Linked DNA regions of Pan troglodytes: region 1 is linked to region 2. A link is a contact called in public Hi-C data. All regions are on one chromosome and are shown on one strand. The core of a region is the stretch at or near the end of the contact, and the rest is flanking DNA. Distances in the headings are between cores, read along the strand shown. Region 1 holds the start of PAWR (pro-apoptotic WT1 regulator). Region 2 overlaps SYT1 (synaptotagmin 1).

Region 1 (3,898 bases), core at 18-2,517, 280 kb before region 2:
GGGAGCTTTGCTGCTAAATTCATTCTCTGTAAAGAGGAGAGGCAGAGATAGGGTTAAGGGGAAAACTCCAAGACTGGAATCGCCAATACAATAAACTGTCGAACTGAGTTTTTTTCTCCCGCAACCCTAAGATACTAGTAAGTCCTTCCTCTTAGCCAACCGTTTTCACCAGGACACCGCAGTTTTCTTAGAAGGAGGGTGCTGGGTTTGTCTCAGGTCTTTCTATTCTCCTGCCCGCTGCCCTAGTACATCTGAAAAGGGAGCAGCGACTAGGAAAAGAGACACGTGGGTATTTTCCCATCCTGTCTAGTCATTCCCTGAATCATCACAAGTTATCGCACTTTTCCCCTTAGCCAGCAGCGTTCGAGACTTTCTCTCAAATAATACGGTCTTGTACTTAAAAGGAAGAGTGGTGGGAGAAGAGAGAGGCGGAGAAGACAAGCAAGAAGGGCGTGGAGTGCCGTTCCCGCCCCGGAGTCGGAGGCGCCGGGAGGCCGGACGCCGCGAGGCTGCTAGCCCAGGAATGTGCGGTCCAACTCGCCGGCCGCGGGCGGAGCGCGGCGGGCGCGGTGTGGTCTGCGGCGGGTGCGGGGCAGAGGACGGCTGGCGCAGAGCAGGCTGCAGCGGCGGGCCGGACGCGACGCCGCGCACCTGAGCGCCGGGGGCGGGGCGTCAGCGGCCACGACCCTTCCCACCGCGCGCCGCGCCCCTCGCGCGCCGCCTCGGCCTTTTCCGCTCGTGCTTCGGCGCCGCTCGGCTCCCTTCCCGCCCCTGGCTCCCTCCCTCCCTCCCTCCCTCCTTCTTCTCCCTCCCTCCTGTCCTGGGATTGCCTGGAGCTCCGCACCGCGAGTTTGCCGCGGCACTTTCCGCGCGGCGGAAGAGCGCGCGCCAGCTTCGGCACACCTGGGAGCCGGATCCCAGCCCTACGCCTCGTCCCCTACAAGCTCCTCCGAGGTAAGGCGCTCGCTCACACCCGGTCCTTTCCACGCTCGGCGGGACAGCTGGGTCCCCGCCTCCTCTGCGAACCGGCTAGGAGCTCCGCGCCTCGCCTTGGGAGTGGGGTTGTAGCTGACGGGGACCTCGGACCGGCGGTGGCCAGAGCGCGGAGCAGGCGATACGACGAGCCGACAGGTGGCGGGTCTGGCCCTAGTATCTCGACCGCCGCCGGCGCGGACCTTGGTGGGGATGGGGCGGGCGGGCCGACTTGGGGGTGGGGTCAGTCCTCTCTCCTCCCTTCTAGGGGCGGCGATCGTCGGGGTCCGTACTGTAGGTGCATGGGAGAAACTTTGCAGGGTGGGGACCCGGCGGCTGCTGGCCGGTAGTGACTGGTGGGCGCGCTCGAGGACTCCAAGGGGCGCAGCCCGGGGGCAGACCCTCGGGTCGGGCGGGGATCTTAACGCTTCCCTTACCCGCCCCCTTTTGTCTTTCACCTCAGCCCCGCCGGCTGCTGTGGGAGCGGCGGCCGTCCCTCTCCTGGAGGTCGTCTCCTGGCATCCTCGGGGCCGCAGGAAGGAAGAGGAGGCAGCGGCCGGAGCCCTGGTGGGCGGCCTGAGGTGAGAGCCCGACCGGCCCCTTTGGGAATATGGCGACCGGTGGCTACCGGACCAGCAGCGGCCTCGGCGGCAGCACCACAGACTTCCTGGAGGAGTGGAAGGCGAAACGCGAGAAGATGCGCGCCAAGCAGAACCCCCCGGGCCCGGCCCCCCCGGGAGGGGGCAGCAGCGACGCCGCTGGGAAGCCCCCCGCGGGGGCTCTGGGCACCCCGGCGGCCGCCGCTGCCAACGAGCTCAACAACAACCTCCCGGGCGGCGCGCCGGCCGCACCTGCCGTCCCCGGTCCCGGGGGCGTGAACTGCGCGGTCGGCTCCGCCATGCTGACGCGGGCGGCCCCCGGCCCGCGGCGGTCGGAGGACGAGCCCCCAGCCGCCTCTACCTCGGCTGCACCGCCGCCCCGGCGTGACGAGGAGGAGCCGGACGGCGTCCCGGAGAAGGGCAAGAGCTCGGGCCCCAGTGCCAGGAAAGGCAAGGGGCAGATCGAGAAGAGGAAGCTGCGGGAGAAGCGGCGCTCCACCGGCGTGGTCAACATCCCTGCCGCAGAGGTGAGCCGGGCGGGGGCCGCAGCCGGACCGGGCCGGGCAGCTGCCTCCCGGTGTCTTCCTCCTGGGAGCTACCCGGGGCCCAGAGTTTACCTCCCCTGGCTCGTACTTGTCCCTTCACCGAGTTAGGCAGGCAGGGGGTGATGGAGTTTTACTCTGAACAAATGCTTCCTGGGAAGTTCCCCAAACTCAGAGTAGGACACGTGCTTTTCAGGCTTCCTGGCCAGGTCTCAGATCCAGGATCCTTTTTTACCGTGGTAGAAAGACAACTTATGGCTCCAGGACTTGCCCACCTGGACTTGGCTGACTTGGCCACCTGGACTTGGCTGTTTATGCTTGATCAGTTAGAAAAATTGATTAATGGTGACGACATTCTCTAGGGTCTCAGGTGCCCATGTGAAGTTACCAGTTTATTTCTCCTTTCTTACCAATGCTTAATAACATCTGTAAAGAAAATGTTGCCTTAGCAATATCCAAGACAGCTTTATCTTACAGTGAGCTCAAGATGAGTATATCCAAATGAATACGTGCACTATTTTATATATAAATCAACTGTTTATAAGTTGTGCTCCTAAACACACACACAGTGTTTTTCTGAGTGATATTTAGGACAATAGGGATGATTTAGTAACCCACAATTCTGTTCGCTAAGACGATCTCTTTTTGAGTACTGTGTCTGAAAAACATGTGGTAGGGTTTTTGTTTGTTTTGGGTTGTTTGCAGTTTTGAGCATTTTCGAAACGTTGTTACAGGTAGCAGCATCTTCCATTAGAGTGACTGGTAAAACATTTTTACTAAGTGTATAATCACACCTCCCTCTACCAGAAACAAGACAAAACAATCTCAAACAAGTTTTGGTTACTTTGATAGTAGCTCATGGATTTGAGGAAGTGGTTCAACTACCTTGTTTCACCTAAAATAGTTGCATCTTTTTCTCATTGACTCTTTAGCTTTCACTTTTTCTTCTCCTGGCTTTCTAATTTTACTCAACTTTAATTGTGGTTTAAGTAGAAGCATTTGCAATAAGTTAGGGTGTATATTAAATATACCTAAATTTTTAGTATTATGATTTCCATACCTGTTAAATCATAGTGTGTCTTTGTAGGATGTATTTATATGAGCGTTTCAGAGATTTTTATCAGCCAGCAAAACTGTCCTCTGCGGTTTGCTACTTGCACAAAAGATCTGTTATTCATTAAATTGTTTTAGAAGGAATTCGTAAGAGTGGTAATCAAATTTCTAGGTTTTTTTTTTTTTTTTAGTTAAAAATATGAAGATTAAGGGGAAATTGAAGACAAGGCTTTGGAAAAGCTACATTCCTCAACTTGATTTTTAAAAGTAGCTGATGATCCAAATAAAAGAATTTGTCATTTTCAATCTTTTCCTCATTGTTCATCTGACAGCGGTCTTATTTTGGGAAATATCTTGGCAGATGTTAAACTTCACTTTTTTTCTGGCTGCATGTGCTAAAATTATTTTTCAAGTACTTTTTTTTTTTTTAAACAAGGGTAATGTTTACTGGGGGAAGTAAGTAGAGTGTATCTTGTGAGATCCTAAGAAACATCTTTTGTTAATACCCCTGCTTTGAGTAAGAGAACATAGTGCTGAGAATGTAGATGACTTCCCACTACAATGGAGTCTAATGCTCTGGAATGTTTTTCGTTTGGGTGTTGGCAACTCCTAAATTTAATCTTCCTTAAAAACAAACAAACCAAGGGTACCTTTTTTTTTGTCTGTGGAATTTGAACCTTTTTATTGAATAGGGAATTGAGGACTGCTTTCTTTTAGTGGTAACTATGGCTC
Region 2 (4,023 bases), core at 1,023-3,522:
AAACTAAGAACCCATGACTGAATTCTCGCCCTTGAACACCCCTGATTCTGTGAATGACTTTATGACCCTGAGAGAAAAATTGTATTGAACTCCAACACAATCAATACATGGATAGGCAAGTAAGGTATTTCTTTAGTAATAGTTCATATTGCTGCAAAATTAAGACAATGTAATTTGTACCCTGTGAATATACATGATCAGCCTATTATTCTCTTTTAGCAACATGAAACTTATTCTCTCAGTTTTCTTCATGTGGCTAATTTGTAGAACAGAGGGATAGGGTGCTTCAGGGATTCAAACCTTGATGATGATGAAAACTATTTTGTTAACATTGCCTCTGTAAACACACTCAGCATTTCAAAATAATTTTTGAAATGGCCATGAAGATATGAGCAATAAAAGAACACACAGCATTAATTCCTCCCACCCCCAAAAGTGTAAGACATTATTAGAAGTGAAGTGAACAGAGTAAGAAAAGGAAAAAAACAGTTTAGAGTGATACTTTTTCTTTCTTTCATTTTTCTCTTTAATCAATGCAAATATTCATGTTTTCATCTCTGTAGGATTCTTTCCTTGCTGCATTCCACAAGCCCAGAGAAACTCGCTGGAACTCATACAAAATCCTCTCCTACTACCATATAAGGAATCAAAATGTGTAGCAGAAACCCACTGCCAAGCCGAGATAATCAACAGGGAATGTCTATGCCTTCAAGCCAAATGAGTGCAGAAAAATGATCAAGGCAGCAAAGTAAATAATAAAACTGAAAACTGGCTTTAGATTATGGTCTTGTCATGCACCCCACTCTCTAATAAGGCTGTTCTGGACATTTCTCTACCTCTAGGCCATTCAGGTATAAGAAGCTAGTAAGGTCTAATTTTGATATGAATAAAATTCACTCTAGGTCACAAGCAGAACAAAGTGAAGTAATATATCTTTGCCTTATTAACGATATCAAAAATTTTGTGCAGTTGCATGGCTTATAAATCCTCTACCATAATACCAAACTGATACTGCAATACTTTAAAATTTAGACATACTTTTTTTCAAATTTTGAAAAAAGTCTGTAAGTGTGTGGCAGTTACCAGAAAACTTTCCAGTTACATTGTTTTTGCTCGAAGTGAAATTGGTTAAGATTAATTATATTTTCCTTTTTTAATACATGGCACTTGATCCATCATATTCTTGGCTAGAAATAAATTTTTAATTAATATTTGCACCAAATTAATAGATGTTTCAAACCACAACATGGTGGTTCTGGAATTATAGCAAGGGACAGTATGCTGGGTTATATAATTAAGGCTTAGCAATTATCTAGTGGATTAAACAGACCATTGTGGAACTAACTGCTTGCTTTATTAAGACGGTAATGATTACACCTGAGAATGTAATGCTGGCCCGATGAGAAATTTGACCTTGCTGCCACATTTCTTGAGTTTTAAAGGAGGCAGAGGTAAGAAATGAGGAGATCAGAGAACAGAGGTTCCATAAATCAGTACCACAGATGACAGGAGCATGGATAAGTGCATAATTGTAGACTCAGGATAAAGCAAAGAATTTAGAGCTATTACAAAGTAATTTGTGTGCCATAACTCTCCGGGAAATTATAATTATCAGAGAAATAATAGACTCATAGTCAAACAGCTTCTGACCATATTACTTGGAAAAAAAAAAAAAGAAAGAAAAGGAAAGAAAAAAATGTGGTCTAGGAAATTTGGAGGCGCCAGGACAAATTCAAAGAAATGACCTAAAACCAACCAAAATGTCCTTCTTGTATTTTTATAGCATGTCATAGTTTAGAAAATGAGTTTTCCTGGCTGTTATCTTACTGAACCCTTTGTAAAGTCTGTGAGGAAGACTTCTTTATTCCCTGAATCCACATGAGAGCATGGGCTGAATCACCTCGCTAAATGACTTGCTCAAAGTCTCAGTAAGAATGTGCACTGGATCTCCGATCCTTGCTCCTTCCAATAAACCCACTAATGCCAAGCTAAGTGGGCATATCTGTTTATTTCCTGTAGGGCTCCTCCCTTCCTCTGCAGTGAGACTTAGTAAAAGCTCCCCACAGTGTTCACTTGGTCGTTCAGCCTTCAATTTGAGCAATTTCTAATTCTTCAATAGTTGTGAAATTCAGCAAGGTCTGGGATCTTGGGCATATTATTTAGCCACCTTGGCTTTGGTGAGGCAAAACTGCAGTCCAGAATCGACAATGAACCAATAGGAAATCCCCTCTGTTAGGACTAGAAAGGGCTGCCCAAATCCTTGGCTGCTACTGCCATCTCCTGTTCAGAGTAGCTCACCCAGGATTGCCTGTGCATACATTTGCTTTAAATTCAAGTGTAATACCCAGGATAAACTGATTTCAATGAGAGTCAGGAATATTCCCCATGCATTTAAGGTTCTCCATTCAGCCTCTTCTCGAAGCAACATCTTTTGGTGGTGGTCAGTGTTAGAAGGCAGTTTGAACAAGATTAAGAGGATAAAACTGTTGTTCTTCTGGGAAGAAGAGGTCACAATACAGTAGTGATGTGATCAAAGATGGAAGGAAAGAAGACAGCAATGTCCTTCTCCTGTGAGTATACCAGAGTAAGGACAGCCACATCCACTCTAAAACTATAATGTTCTTTGCTTGGACTGTGCGTAAGAGAGTTGCAAAAACCACAGCAAATTACATCCTCTTCTGATTTCAGGAGGGGCCACCAAATAGTCTTTGATGTATCTCAGAGTCACAGACTCTGTGCTGTAGATACATCCCACCTAAAAGTGAGGTCAAAAATTGGGATGGAGGTGATTCACAAAGAAGACTGTATCTTCTCAGAGCTTAGTATTTGCATTTCTGAGAATGTGACGATCAGAGCTATCCCAATGTTATGACAAATGGGGACAACTATCCCAGGTCTCAAACTTTTCTTTGACTTCATGGCTTCCCAACGAATGGTGGTAGCAACTCTAGAGGGTGGCTAGATCACTCAGTTGTGGTGGGGAAGTGAGACGAAGGCGTGGTGGTACTGTCATGGTCCTACCTCCCTCATCAAGACCTTTACCATACTTGTAGGATGGCATCTTTTCTTCTCAAAACTGGAAGAGACTACTCTTATGAGTCTATTTTCCTTTCAAGGTAGTTCCTGATGCTGAATTTAAGTTTGTTTCACTCAAATAATATTAGTGGTATAAGTACAGAGTATGATTAGTCATAAGTAACAGATCATCCCGGGGGAGTTCTAGTGATAAACCCAGAGAAAAGAGTGTATCATGGAGGATAAAAAAGAATACAAATTACTTATTTGTCAGGGCCTGTGCTAAGCACTGTCACATGCCATCTTAATACTTGCCATAGCTTGATGAAACAAGCATTATTATCCCTTTTTAACAGATAAATAAACTGAGGCTCAGAACCATGAATTAACTTGTCCAGGGCCATAGGGATAGTAAGTGATAATGGCAGGATTTGAATCAAGGTCTTTATGGCCTCCAAAACAGGGTAGTTCACCTCTACACCAGAATAATAATGGCTGCAGTAATAAAAATAGCAGACATTCCGGGAGGGCTGACATGTGCCACACACTTTTCAAGGACTTTCAAATATTAACTCACTTTCTTTCTCACTACAATTCTGTGAGGTAGGTGCTATTGTGATCAATATTTTATTGAAAAATACAGAGAATTTAAGCACTTCCCCAAGATTACACCACTATTAAGTAGCAGAACTGGTATTCAAACCCAGATAATCTGACTCTAAGCCTGTGCTAATTGGTGAAAGTTATCAGAAGCAGCAACTAGAGATCAGAGTGAGTGACACTTAGGTGCTCAGTGTTCCTAACATCAGTTTTCTATCACTGAATAATGTGGACAAGACTTTAAAAAGTAGCATGAGAATAATGATAGTGCTGGATCTGGTTCTAGCTTTATTTCTTGGTTCTCTTCAAACCCTTTTGGGCTAAGTTAAGGTTCATTTCTGCTGCCACCAACTTGGGCATGAGGTTGATTTATGCAGCAGAATCTTTGGAAGTTTCAGAGAGTGTATA

The links. A called contact is a pair of places that touch in the nucleus more often than the background predicts.
Region 1: a contact with region 2 is called in a Hi-C map of stem cell-derived neural progenitor cells, with 3 times the contacts expected there. The contact joins the promoter of PAWR here to the enhancer-like site in region 2. A contact is called at or near these places in 1 of 7 Hi-C or Micro-C datasets (stem cell-derived neural progenitor cells) and 1 of 1 datasets of contacts at active chromatin or transcription factors (stem cell-derived excitatory neurons).

What each region holds. Positions count from the first base shown.
Region 1 is chr10:86,483,633-86,487,530 of NHGRI_mPanTro3-v2.0_pri, reverse strand. It overlaps PAWR (pro-apoptotic WT1 regulator), which reads left to right and starts at 1,267. Exons shown (of 6, transcript XM_016923906.4): 1 at 1,267-2,098. The coding sequence starts at 1,583. LOC134807535 reads left to right here. Exons shown (of 3, transcript XM_063786186.1): 2 at 405-954; 3 at 1,436-1,564. The coding sequence ends at 1,557.
Region 2 is chr10:86,201,925-86,205,947 of NHGRI_mPanTro3-v2.0_pri, reverse strand. The region is part of intron 9 of SYT1 (synaptotagmin 1); the gene reads right to left. Among named protein-coding and RNA genes, the nearest start is that of MIR1252, 11 kb to the left of the region's middle. Within about 2 kb of position 2,272, at least 2 of the 24 cell types and tissues checked have an H3K27ac peak or open chromatin away from gene starts, as enhancers often do. A contact at or near this core is called in stem cell-derived neural progenitor cells, where this site is marked.